Regions from separate parts of the Mus musculus genome. Here region 1 is linked to region 2. The links are chromatin contacts, called in public HiCAR-type maps. All regions are on one chromosome and are shown on one strand. Each heading gives the region's core, a stretch centred on a gene start, on an enhancer-like site or on the middle of the called end of the contact. The rest is flanking DNA. Distances are from core to core; before and after follow the strand shown. Region 1 has its middle 43 kb from the start of Gm25609. Region 2 has its middle 52 kb from the start of Zfp281.

The links. HiCAR-type assays count read pairs that join an accessible place to other places.
Region 1: a HiCAR-type map of embryonic stem cells shows a contact between it and region 2, with 4 times the contacts expected there. The contact joins two enhancer-like sites. A contact is called at or near these places in 1 of 15 datasets of contacts at CTCF or cohesin (large pre-B cells), 1 of 484 Hi-C or Micro-C datasets (embryonic stem cells), 4 of 115 datasets of contacts at active chromatin or transcription factors (embryonic basal ganglia and embryonic stem cells) and 1 of 9 other capture datasets (embryonic stem cells).

Annotation. Positions count from the first base shown.
Region 1 is chr1:137,169,028-137,176,277 of GRCm38.p6, forward strand. No RefSeq gene overlaps it. Among named protein-coding and RNA genes, the nearest start is that of Gm25609, 43 kb to the right of the region's middle. Within about 2 kb of position 5,309, at least 6 of the 459 cell types and tissues checked have an H3K27ac peak or open chromatin away from gene starts, as enhancers often do. A contact at or near this core is called in embryonic stem cells, where this site is marked.
Region 2 is chr1:136,569,077-136,575,887 of GRCm38.p6, forward strand. No RefSeq gene overlaps it. Among named protein-coding and RNA genes, the nearest start is that of Zfp281, 52 kb to the right of the region's middle. Within about 2 kb of position 1,430, at least 32 of the 459 cell types and tissues checked have an H3K27ac peak or open chromatin away from gene starts, as enhancers often do. A contact at or near this core is called in embryonic stem cells, where this site is marked.

The sequences.
Region 1 (7,250 bases), core at 4,059-6,558, 600 kb after region 2:
CAACTTGTAGTCCAGGAGCAAAGTTCTATGGTTTAAGTGTATCTCCCAAAGTTGCTGTATTGCCATTTAATCCTTATTGTAAAGAATTAAGAGTCTACAATCTTAATATGATTATAGTGTCTAGGGATTGGCCTTTTGGACCTTATCAGGATTAGATAAGGTTATCAGTCCTTAAGATTGAACCTGGAAACTTCATTAAGAAAGGGAGTGAGGCGAGGAGACAGACACACCCTTGTTTCCTGGCTCTTCCCATCTGATGTCTCATACCCCCTTGGGACACTTCTAGAAAAAAGGTCTTCACCAGCATGGCCGAGACTTTGGACCCTCAGAACCATGAGCCAAAAGAAAGCTCTCTCCTTATAAAATTACTCACCCTCAAGTTGACAAGGATGTCAACTAACAAATTAGTGTTCAAAACGCAGTACTACTAAGTACATCAGTGTAATATCTCTATGAACTTTACATAATTGTTAATATTGAAAATACAGAATTTAGTACACTCCTTAAAAATTGACCTAAAGATTTGTTACATAAAGAGAAAGCAAGTTAATAATTAGCTCTACGTGTCTTAGTCGGGGCTTCTATTGCTGTGATAAAACAGTGTGACCAACAACAGCTTGGGGAGGAGAGGGTTTAGTTTAACTTGTAGTCTATCATGAAGGGAGATCAAGGCAGGACCCAAAGCAGAAAGGCACAGAGGAGTGTTCCTGACTGGCTTGCTTCTCATGTTTTGCTTGGCCTGCTGGGATTAAGGGCATATGCCACCACCACCAGGCTCAGTCTCACCCCTCTTCTCTTCTCTTCTCTTCTCTTCTCTTCTCTTCTCTTCTCTTCTCTTCTCTTCTCTTCTCTTCTCTTCTCTTCTCTTCTCTTCTCTCCTCTCCTCTCCTCTCCTCTCCTCTCCTCTCCTCTCCTCTCCTCTCCTCTCCTCTCCTCTCCTCTTCTCTCCTTTTCTTTTCCTTTCTTTTATTTTTCCTTCCTTCCTTCCTTCCTTCCTTCCTTCCTTCCTTCCTTCCTTCCTTCCTTCCTTCCTTCCTTCTTTCTTTCTTTCTTTCTTTCTTTCTTTCTTTTATTTTTATTTTATTCATTTCTTTTTTTGAGACCAGTCTTCCGCCTGCTCTGCCTCCAGAATTCTGGCATGCACTACCACCACCAGGCTCAGCTTGCTCTCTGATAGCACCCAAGTCTACCTGCTCAAGTGTGGCAGCACCTTCAATGGACTGGGCCCTCCCACGACAATGGATAATCAAGAAGATGCCCTAAAGGCTTGTCTATGGGCCAGTCTGGTCAGGACATTTGTTTCAGTCTAGGGTTCTTTTCAAATGACTTTAGTTTGTGTCACGTTCACAATAAAACTAGCCACCACACTGTGTCTTCTCAGATGAAGTCGTCTTAGTAAAATATATGTATGAATTAATAAATCCATATGCCGTCGTTATATGATACACATAAGCAAAAGTTCTGCTTTCTTAAATTCAGCTGTTTTCATGATGAATAGTTAGCATAAGCTAACGTAGCCTAAGTGCTAAGAGTTTGAAGCACTCTCCCTGCTCCCCCAAAGGCATCGATCCTGCCCCTGGGGCACTCATGCTAAATGGAAATCACATGGACAGCCTTGACCCTCCAGGGAAAGCTGGGCTAAAGCAAGCAAGCTTGGCCATTCACAAAAATCAGACATGAATGCGTTCTATGTACCTGACAGACACAGAACTGATTTTTCCAGCCATTTTCTCCTCCCACAAGTATCTATATATACATTTAAACAATAATTTGTGCATTCACTAGACTCCCATAGAGATGGACCCACTGTTATGATGTATTTATTATTCACTATTAATAGATTCTGTCGGAAGCCCTTTGAAGGATTTCAGGCTGAATAAAAACCTATGTTATGTGTTGGCCAAACTGATGCCTCTTAAGAACCTGTGGTCCAAAAGAGTGACTAGGAGTCTACAGCTGTAAACACACAGCATTTCTTTCTGGGTTATTTCTCTACCAGGTCTACTTCCTCAGTGGAACAGTGATGAAATCTCCCAGCAGCCACAGCAGCTGGCTAATGTGTTCACAGGCTGCAGAAGAACTGGTCTGAAAGACTGCAGCAGAATGGTGTTTACTCTCTACCTCCTCAGTGATGGAGGGCGGAAGCAGCTATGTGGCTTAAGGCAAGAGTACACTTTTGCCTTAGTGTACTGCGGGAGGAACCTAAAACACTGGGGTAGGAAGGTTGGAGAAAGCACGGGCCAGTCCTGAGAGGCACAGGCAGTGCCATCTGACAGTTTCCTTCCAGAGGGCTGGTGGCAGAGCAACCCTGCTGTTATTCTTAGGTAGCTCCACTTGAATTCGAGCACATATGAAAGTCCAAGAAGAAACGGCATCAAAGTAGGTTGCTGCCCTTTATAATGGGGCATGTGCTTGTCTGTGTCAAGAGCAGGGGGATAGGGGAGACGCTTGATTTTCCCTCAGCACAGTGCTGCCTGAGGAGAGGCTGAGACTCCCATCTGTCAGGCTTGTGTGACATCCTTAACATTGGCATTGCAACCATCTGAGCTAGGCTGACGGGTCTCCGAGTCTCAATGAGTGTGTGCACTTTGTAAGGTGGCCTTCGGGTGCAACTTCCATGAGTAGTCTTCTGGGTGGAGGTAGGGGCTGTTAGGCAAAGATAAACGACTGTGGAAATAGAGTTGGTACACCATGAAAGATTAACAGAGGCAAGGCAGAGTTGATCTAAGATTTACTCAGAAGGAAAAAAAAAGAAATTCCTCTCTCTCTCTCTCTCTCTCTCTCTCTCTCTCTCTCTCTCTCTCTCTCTCTCTCTCTCTCTCTCCCCCTGCTTGCCTGCCTGCCTCCAAGAACATGAATTTGTCAATAATAAATTAAAAACCTCCTGTAAGAGAGTTGTCAATATGAGAGGCTGAATTTCCCATGTTCCGTAATCAGCTATCTATTATTTTGGTAAGAGATGCCTAAATTGAAATTCCAAAGGGCATTATAAACCTGAATTAAAACGGTAATGGATTTTTTAATAAGTTCTGGGTCAAGATGTATTGTCAAACTATTTTCCATAGGGCATAGAATATACAACCCATCCTTTTAATAATACCAGATCTAGTCTTGCTTCCAGCAGCCAGCTGAGACTGCTTTTCCATTGTAGTCTCTCCCACCATGCCTAACAATGAACAAATAACTAGATGGCCTATGAACCATTTTAAATAAAACCGTTTCCCAGAGAAACCGTTACTGGCAGAGACAGGTTCGATCCAGACCTGGATAACCTGTGTTGGGAAAGCACTGATCGATACTGTTTGGGAGCAAGTAGTAGTGTAAATATTATGATGAATTAGGTAAATCATAAAACAAAATGATCTATGAGCTCAGGTGCAGCCTTATTCTACCTGATTGCTCCGATTCAGGCCTCAGTAAAGGATGTTTCTATGTGCTCTGAGATTCAAAGAGCTTTCAAAAAGCAATTTTAATTACACAAACCATATATTAGTCACGAAAGCACCGAGTCCGCAGCTCCTTAAAGACTGTGAAAGAACTTGACCATGCATTTTAAAAGCAGACTGTGTGTTCTAAGTTGCTGGAGATGAGTTTCCTTTCCTGTTTTATGGCTTGGGTCCAAAGCCATAGTTACATCGTTAAAGCCATCCTCTCTGTCATTGCTGTCAGAGTCTGCTAGACTCCATAATCTTGCTTCCTTCTGGGGGCTTCGTTAACTGTCCCTCTTTTCCATCTTTGCTGGGTACTGGAGCTGTGGACATTTCTGTGTACTGCAGTGGAGTAAGAGGGAGCTGAAAGCAACAGAAGCAGATCCTTTATTGTCGTTGAAAAATAAACCATCAAGCCCTAGGAGCAGGGAAGGCTGGCTGCTTTGCTACATTCACACACCTCGTGTTTAGGGTTGCCCTGGCATATTAATTCTGCAGTTGCGTTTGCTTTGGATGGTTTCGGATCAAAGCATAAATCTGCTTTATAATGTAACTTAATATTGGAAGCAGTGCATGAAATGTTACAAATTGTCTTCTGTTTTCTCTATCATCTGTGTGACACAGATCTGGATAAGTAAGATAAAAGAATACATGCCTCTTTCATCACGGACATGTGTAGAGAGAGAATGGGGGATCTGGAAAACAAATTTATATATATATATATATATATATATATATATATATTTCTGGAAATGGGAACCACTCATAAAACATTGAATGAGTTCAAGGCCTCCTTGCCCTCCTATCCTGCATCCCATCCATAAAGCTCATTGGCAACTCTGAGGTAGTTGTGGGTACTGGCACATTGCTGAAGGCATCTGTTTCAGATGTGAAGATTTATCAAAACCTCAATGACAGTCCCCACCCCACTAAAAAAGGCACTTCCCTTTCAAAAAAGGGCAAGGTTATTTTATATATATATGATATATATAAGTAAAGAGGAAATAAAATGGACTTTTTATTTAGGCACAAGGACTTGGATAAGTATCACAACAGAAGCTGGAGGTGTGTGGCAAAATGTTAAAATGTTGGCCTGGGCTATGAAGCGCCTCTGAGGGGTTCTCAGCGCTGTACCCCCACCAGCATTTTTTATGCATGTCGTGGACTTGTTTTCCACCTGCGTTCGTATGTGATCTCAGATGTCTCCCGGTACCTCTCACCTCCCTCCGAGCATATTTGTGTACTATACGCTCTCATTAATTTTGGAAAGAATTTTAAAGAGTTCTGAAATAACGCTTCCAATTAGTTGCCAGTATGTATGTGTGTATATGTTGCAATGCAGAGCTCACTCAAACAACCCCAGGTGGTCAAATTTTATTCTAAAAACAGTCCCAGGTAAGAAAAAGACTAAATGATATCTAGGGGGTCTCACAGAACCTTCTGACATGCTTAAAATTCTGTTCTTGCTCTCTTCCCATCAGTGCCGCGTCCCACTTAACAAGTTCTGGTCTTTGCCTCTAAACTTTAGACCTTGAGCAGGCTCACTTCATTGTCTCCAAAACCTCATCAATCTCTGTCTCATTTCCGGCTCTAGTTGCCTAGGTGAATTTGCATCAAATCTTTCTGGACCCTGAAGTGATATTGATGGTAATTTTGTGGAATTTCTGTAGGGGTGGCGTAGAGGGGCTGCAGTTTTGTTATTGAGTTGTAGAATGCTTCTGAAGAGAGTGAAAGAACAAAGGGACACAAAAGGAACACAGCGGGATTGGGGTGGAGCGGCTTGGGGGTATCAATTTCATTCACCTTTGCATCCCCCAAGAGGGTGGGGTTTAGTGGACAAGGCCAACCAACAGGGTTTCCTGGTCTCTGTATGCAATGAATGCTAGCTAACATGGAGTGAGTTGCTGAGCGACTAGGGTGTGCAGAGATGCCTGAGAGGTAGGAGATGGACGTTAGAAGCTGTGTGGGTGTGGCTATTCTTTCCTTTACCCAATGATTGGCATTTTATCTTCAAGTCTTTGCTCAGCCTTCTGGGTCTATCCCATGATTGCTGTTTTCCAGTAGGGGAGGCACCTCACTCCCCAGGACCAGAGGTGATTGCTCTCATTGTGACTGCTCCTGGGATGGGCGGTTACTCGCACCATGCCTTGCCACATTGCCAAACACAGCCAGAGCATCCTTTTCATTTTCATGGCTATGTGGCTGATACCTTTGTTTTCCTTAAAAAGGACTGTGCACTACATGCAGACTACACTTCAGGTTATCAGGAAAATTTGGGAAACCTCAAAGGGTATTTTTTTCCACTCTAAGAAAAAGATTATTTTGACAAAAACTAATACACAGCATTGCCATTTAACTATTCTCATACCCTTTTAGCACTTCTGTTTATTATGTATTGCCTGTTTAAATTTATTTTAAGTTAATTTTGTGAGTTTACTACACTTTCAGTAGTAAAACAGAAACCTTGCCTTACTATAATCTCGTTACACTATCTGTTGCTATACTGGTAGTTAAAGAGTGGGTAATTTATAAAGAACGGAGTTTAGTTTGGCTCATGATTTTGGAGTCTGGAAAGCTTAAAAGTCTGGTGCTGTCGAAGGCTTCCTGCTATTTCAATTCAGGGAAGGGAAGGAAACAGGGCACAGGGGCAAGCTCCCCTTTAACACAGTGGCTCCCAACCTCCCTAAGCATAAGAAGGACCCTTTAGTACATTTCTTCAGGTGTGGTGACCCCCAACCATAAAATTATCTTTGTTGCTACTTCAGAACTGTAATTTTGCTGTTAAGAATAGTTCTATAAATATCTGATATGCAGGATATCGGATATGTGACCCCCATAGAAGGGTTGTTCGATAAACTCCCCCCCCCCAAAAGGAGCCTCAACCCACAGGTTGGGAACTACTGTTTTAAAACAACCTGCTCTTGAGGTAATAAATCCAGCCTTGTGAGGACAAGTAGGCATTTATATCCCAGAGGTATTTAAGCTGTCCGTGACCAAAATACTGCCCACTAGGGCTTGCTTTATAACGCTGCCACATGGAAGAATTGAGACTAACATATGGATTGGGGGGTGGGGGTGGGGTGGGGAACATCTTCAGACTATAGCCATTATTACAAATGTGAAATCAACACCATCTTACTTAAGTAAAAACAGAATTGCAGCCAAGAAGCAGAAATACGTCACTGAGTTCCAACTAGTTCACTGCTGGGAACTGCTGAGAGCGTCCGGCCTGGGACGATTCTTTTTGTGAGTTTGTTTGTTTACTGTGTCTGCGCCTGAGTGTATGCATAGGTACCGTGTGTGAGCAGGAGTCAGCAGAGTTCAGAAGAGGGGGTTTGGAGTCAGTCCCTGGACCTGGAGTTACAGGCTCTTGAGAGCCGCCATGTGTGTGCTGGGAACAAAACTATAAACTCTGGAGTCCTTTGCAAGGGCAGCAGGTACTTCAGGCCTCCAAGTCTTCTCTCCATCCTGAGGTCTACTCCTTCTGGCGAAGAGTTAGAGGTGGCATTCATTTTGCAGCAAAATGGACTCTCCCCCTGATTCACCTTTAGGCAGTAGCAGACCTGCAAAGGTGTAGTCCTCTGAGCCAAGTGTCTGAGTTCAATTTTGTGCCCCTGGGTCACTGACACACCCTCTTTACTCTGGCCCATCCCAAGGTAAGTTTGAATTATATAAATCGTAAGGAGGGGATGAGGAATGGTCTTTCTCCTTTGCATGGGAGCCGGTCTAGGTGGACAGAGCTATGTAGTGAGCTGCCTCCTGGAGTCCTTTATGTCAATGCTTCATCCTTTTCCTCCCCAAATGGAACGTTCTGAGAAGAAG
Region 2 (6,811 bases), core at 180-2,679:
CACACAAGCACGGCTGCTCGAACTCTAAGGCAGAGCAAGCAAAATGAAGTGTTCTAGTAAATAAGAGATCGGAACCTGTCTCTTTGGAGCCCTCATCCAGAAGCCACACTATTTTAGGCCACGGAGCCCAGCTACTGGGTTCTGTGAAAATTTCTAGGTTGAACAGTCAGTCTCAAGCGGAACTGAGTGAAGTCTAAAGGCAACGGGGCCTCTTGGGATCCTTAAGCTTACAAAAAATTCCCTGGTCTCAGATTTGAGGTTGACTCTAGAAGTGAGTGCTCTGAATCTGGCCACGAGTCATCAGAGAACTGACCCATCTTTTTCAGTGCTTGCTAATTATTCGGACCAGATCATGGGGCTCTGGGACTTCCGGCTTCCTTGTACTTCAGTGACCTTTATGTGTCCCGGTGACTGCCTTTAGCTTGCTAACTGCCGTCTGTGTTTCTCTGAGCCTACTCAATAAAAAGAGTTAAGAATAAAATAAAATAAGCCAAATGCACCCCTTTAAACCCTGCAGAGGCGGGCAGAGCGCCCTGAGTTCAAGGCCAGGGTAGTCTTCATAATGAGACCCTGCCACGACAAAAGAAAACCAAAAAAGAGTTCCCCAATCCATCATTCCTGGCTCAAAGATCTAAATGGCGTCTTGCCACACTCAGCATAATTCAAGTTCCTCCAGCCCCACAGACTTTGCCCTCCCGGACTCTGGAGTCGGACTCTGCAGTCGTCCAGCTTTGTTGATCTTTGCCTCCCCTGGGCCTTTGCACTTGCTGTTCGCTCCATTTGGAGTGGTCCCCCGCCCCCACCCCCGCCCTCTTCCCACCCCGCCCCAGAGGACCAGTTGCTGTTTTTCTCTGCTGTGCCCTGCATGGGATTGTAAATCTTTCAAATGCAAAGACCCTTTACCCGCCATCCCTGCTACCTTCCTGGCATCTAGTAAAGGCAAATGCACTTAGGAATTCCTTGGTAGCACACTTAGTTATATGAATGAGCAAAAAATTGGAGGAACAGGACATGCTAGAAACAAGCGCCCGCCCGAGTTCTCCGAGCAGGTAACCCAAAAGAGCCGAATCAGCATATGGAGTCTGATGTGTTTCTTGCGGTGCAGAGAGGCGCACGAAGTTTACGCTTGTGCAAGCAGATCCTCCAGAAGTAATTTTCTCTTTAGAGAGGTGCCGTACACAGGCTCAGCAGTAAATCCACAGTATTTTTTTATAAGAAAATAAAAAGTGGAAATCATATGAAAAGTGGCAACCACCCACCGGTAGCCCCCATCTTCTTTGGACGACGCCATGACATTCCCCTCCCCCACCCCAGGCCCAGTGGCGGGTCTAACTAGCAAGATCCCCGGGGAAGGACAAAGGTAGTCGGAGTTCAGGCTAAAGCGGCCTTTGTTTTGTTTATCTCGCCCTGTACATGATAGAAGGCTTTGCCTTGTAACCCACAATCGCCGGGGCTCAGAAAACCGCCCTGGTGTCTTGGGTGGGTCACCCGCTCAGAGATGGTGAGGTTGGATTTAGAGGCTTGGCTTCAGTCAGTTTCTTATCTCCCTCCGCATCCCTTTCCAGATGCTTTCTCCTCTGGCATTTCTTCCGCTTGGTGCTCTGAAATTGCTCCTCGTCACTCAAAAACTGCTTCTGCTTGGCCTCGGTGCTTCTGTTTCGTTTTTCTTTAGAAACCAATCCTCACACTAGGTTACTTGGAAATACACAAAATAAGGAAGAAACAGTCACTCCTAGAGAATGAGCCACAGTGATTTCTATTTTTCCTGGGCTGGAAAAACGTCAGTATTGTACCACTTTTTCCCTTGTGATTATGAAAAACAGTGTATCCTTAGTGTAAAGGTTTTGGACTATGAAGACTTCCAATGGAGCTCATAATGGAGAAGGACTTTTCACTTTGTTTCCATTCTGGAATTACAGACGTGTTCCCCCACACCCGGCCTATTGTGAGTTTTTGGTACTTAGTATTTCACCTTCACACACAGGGAAACCATAAGCTTGATTGCCCTTGGAAGCCAGGTGAAACAGGATAAGAAACCTATCCCAAAGCCTACGTTTGTAGTTTCTCGGTACCGGCTCTATCTTGTGGTGTGGCTCAGAACCCACGAACATTGGGGCAGAGGAGCAGACTGAGAGAGAGCAGGTGTGTGTGTTTGCTGAGGACAAGGGAAGAAGCGGGAGGCAATTGTGCAGATACCCAGGGTGGAGAAGGGGAGAGAATGGGGGATGGGTTCGGTGTGCATAGTTGGTCCAGAGGCCGTGGCTTGTAGGCAGCCCCCCAAAATGCTTGTTAGAACTAAGGTCCTGCCGGGCATGGTGGCGCACGCCTTTAATCCCAGCACTTGGGAGGCAGAGGCAGGCGGATTTCTGAGTTCGAGGCCAGCCTGGTCTACAGAGTGAGTTCCAGGACAGCCAGGGCTGCACAGAGAAACCCTGTCTCGAAAAACCCAAAAAAAAAAAAAAAAAAAAAAAACTAGGGTCCCTGTCCTGTCTCAGGGACCCTCGCGTGCAGCATCCTTCTCAGGGTCTAACAAGACTATCTTGCCCGTCCAGTTCCAAACAGATGAAGCCGGGAGATCCCGGGCTTCTCACTTAGAGCTGACACCTGCTGTCCAGGTGCTAAAGAGAGCGTGTGCTTTTGTGACCAACCGCTTCACTGGACCTCCGCAGGATGTCCGGCTCTGCCCCAGCTGGAATAGCCAGACTTAAGCCTGTTACTGTCATGCATCTCATAAGGATGACTTTGGTCCCTATAAGAAGGTAGTCTCACAATATTACACTCTTAGTGATATAGCAGCTATCCTAGTTTATGCAGACTGTGACATAATGATGAAATTGCCCGACAGCACAATTCTTAGTATTTATCCCCATTGTTAAGTTGCAGGACTCTTTTGTTTATCCCATTTGGGGGAAAAAAAAAACCAAAAACAACAAAAAATAAAAAGCTGCATAGTGAGACAATGGGAGGGGGGATGGGCGACCCCAAACCATCCTCCACAAAAAGAAAAATGTTATAGGAATTGAACATAGGTTCACTAAACCATCTTGCCAGCTCCTAACTTTGTAATTTTATTTATTTATTTATTTATTTATTTATTAAAGATTTATTTATTTATTATATGTAAGTACACTGTAGCTCCAGAAGAGGGCGTCAGATCATGTTACAGATGGTTGTGAGCCACCATGTGGTTGCTGGGATTTGAACTTCGGACCTTCAGAAGAGCAGTCGGGTGCTCTTACCCACTGAGCCATTTCACCAGCCCCTAACTTTGTAAATTTAATAGAGACTGTTTTGAAGTAGAAAATATTGTAAAATATGTGAAGTAAGTCAGTTGATTGCATTTTGCAGTGAAAACTCTGTTGTACATTAAGAAAATATTCAAAAGAAGCCAATGAGAAGATGACTGAGATTTACTGGTTGTTTTCCTGGCCAGCTCTGCACTCTCCACACACACACACACACACACACACACCACACACACACCACACACACACACACACACACACACACCACACACACACACCACACACACACCACACACACACACACACACACACACACACCACACTTCCCTTGAATTAAGAAGATGACATAAATGGACTCCTGTCTCAGCCTTTGGGTTAGCCTCATGTCCACATACTGAAGATGCACGCATGGATGTGCACACATTGTGACATCTTGCTAGGCATTGTGACCAAAAGGTAATTTCATGCTAAGCTAAGCCACCTCCATGCCAGTACTGCTGGCTTCACTTGCATTTACATTTCAAGTCCAGAGAATCCGATGGCACCAGAGGCATCTCTGACTCTTGCAGCTGGGGGCGGGGACCTAGGTCTAGAGAGCAGGGATGATAGTGGCAGGGATGGGCTTTGTATTCTCTGTGCCTTGTTACCTCCGGCCTCATGGAGCTGGACCAAGATAGGGCTGGGGTAGGAGATAAGGGGTTTGGTTTTGTCTGGCTGTCTGGTTTTTTTTTTTAATATTTTTTAAAGATTTGTTTATTATTATTCATAAGTACACTGTAGCTGTCTTCAGACGAACCAGAAGAGGGTGTCAGGTCTCATTACGGGTGGTTGTGAGCCACCATGTGGTTGCTGGGATTTGAACTCTGGACCTTCGGAAGAGCAGTCAGTACTCTTACCCACTGAGCCATCTCACCAGCCCCTATCTGTCTTTTTATCATCTATTTATTTTCCTGTTTTTGTTGTTGGTTGGTTGGTTGTTGTTGTTGTTGTTGTTGTTGTTGTTTTGAGACAGGGTTTCTCTATGTAACAGCTCTGGTTGTTCTGGAACTTGCTTTGCAGCTCCAGCTGGTCTCAAACTCACAGAGTTCCACCTGCTTCTGCCTCCTGAGAGCTGGAATTAAAGGTACACACTACTATATCAGTTTGTTATTGTTTTTAAATTGCATTTTTAAAAAATTGTGTGTGTGTGTGTGTGTGTGTGTGTGTGTGTGTGTGCTTGCAGAGAGCTGGCTTTCTCCGTGTGGGTCTTAGAGATTGAAGTCAGGTGGCCAGGCTTGGCAGCAAATGCCTTTACCCAGTGAGCCCCAGATAGTGAGTGTTAGTAGCTTCTCCCCACTGGCCTCACAGCCACCCCCAGATGACTTCCCAGTGCTGAAGTTACGTTATGAAGCTGCTACGGTCACTCACGGGGGAACAAACCCCAAGCAGCTCAAGTATTGAAATTTACTTCTGCTCTGTGTCTCTCGATATCTGGTCTTGCAAATTTCACCTAACTCTACCTACACATTGGTAACGGCCTGCCTGTTACCACATCCAAAAATCTACAGACAGTCAATGCGGATGCGAACTCATCTGCTGAATGTCAAAGTTGCAGAGCTGCCAAGAAATTAAAAAACAGACAAAAATAAACCTTTTAAAATGTTAAATGAATCTGAGAAGTAATAAAATGCTTAGTATTATAGAAGCATAGGACAGAGAATAATTCCAATTTCATACCACAGCATTACAAACTCCCTCTTCTAAAATGACCGCTATGATTACTGAATTTATACATGAGTTATGTTCCCAGAAAAGAAACAGTTATTTGCCTTTTAGAGGGTGGAAAGGGTTTTGTTCTGTTGTTTGTTTTCTCTCTCTCTCTCTCTTTTTTTTTTCGAGACAGGGTTTCTCTTTGTATAGTCCTGGCTGTCCTGGAACTCACTTTGTAGACCAGGCTGGCCTCGAACTCAGAAATCTGCTTGCCTCTGCCTCCCGAGAGCTGGGATTAAAGGCGTATGCCACCACACCTGGCTTTTTTTTTTTTTTTTTTTTTTTTTATAAGTCCAGTACCCTGTATATACTAGACAAGTGTTTTTCAACTGAAAACCCTTGATTTTTTTTTTGGACAAATTCTCACTACATAGTCCAAGCTGGCCCTGAACTCAAGATCCTTCTGTCTCTGTCTTGAGAGAAAGAAAATAGTTTTATCCTATAGACTATTGTGCATAACTGTTTATGTGTAGTTACTAGAAAATGAATTCATTAGGTTTTTTATTTTGTTCTTTTTTTTTTTTTTTTTGGAGACAGCGTTTCTCTGTGGTATCCCTGGCTGTCCTGGAACTTGCTCTGTAGACCAGGCTGGCCTTGAACTTATAATGATCCGCCTGCCTCTGCCACCCAAATGCTGGGAATAAAGGTGTGTGCCACTACCACCTGGCATCAGGTTTTTTTTTTTTAATTACCCCAGCTTTTGACTTATTTATTATTATTTTATTTTATTGGTATGTGTGTGGTGTATGCACAGTTCTGCTGTAGTGTCAGGAAAGTATTTGATTCCTCCCCCACCCCCACCTCCACCCCTACCCCCAGCTCCCAAAAAACAGACAGGAGCCAATCTGATGCAACTCACAGCAGGGTCTTTATTCTATTCGAGCTAGCTCAGGCTTCTCAGTGCACAGCTGTCATACAGGATGTTTTGGTGGTGGGGAGTCCCAAATGTCTATGGGGCAAGGCTTTATAGTAAGCAGCAAGTGTGTGTGTGTGTGTGGGGGGGTAAGTGTGCAAGCATCTAACTGGGAAGCTACCATGGCCTTTTACCATAATTGGCTGGTGTTGGGAGTCATACCATATACTTAATTTCTGCTTCCTTCTGCATTGGTGGTCGTTAGGTAGGGGGTGGGCTTGTAACCCCCGGGTGCAGGTTTGTTGGGGGAATAACCTGGAGACGTTGATCTTTTTGGGGTGTAACCTGGAGCTCAGGTTTTGGGGGAGGGGGCTTGGAGACTAATGTTAGGTACTGGCCTGTTAGTTTACCTGAGTTCAAACTTAGGTCAGGTTCTCTAAAATGGAGTCTGAATTGAAAAGATTTGGCCTCTTAGTACATGTGCAGAGGCCAAAGGCTGTTGGGTGGCCTGTTCTCTCACTACCCTACTCCCTTGAGATAGGGGCTCTCATTGAACCTGAAGCTAGGCTGCGTGAAAGCCCAGTGGTCCTCTTTTTCTACCAGCACTACCCCAGAGATGGGGTGCAAGCATGTGTGAGCACGGCTCGCTTTTTACAGTAGTGCTGGGGATTTGAACTCAGTTCCTATGCTTGCACAGTGGCTACTCTCGCCACTCCATCCCCTGCCCCAAAGCTAGTTACTCTTGTTCACCTTATGCTTCTCCCTGCATAGTCCCTGTGCGGCCTCCTTGCCTGGTTAACTAATGATCAAAAGGATAGGTGGCTTTCCTAACTACTCTGCCTCCCGGCCCTGCTTGCTCTGGCCATATTTATTTCATATATGTGGGTGCACTGTCACTGTCCTCAGACACAGCAGAAGACAGCATCGGATGCCCATTACAGATGGTTGTGAGCCACCATGTGGT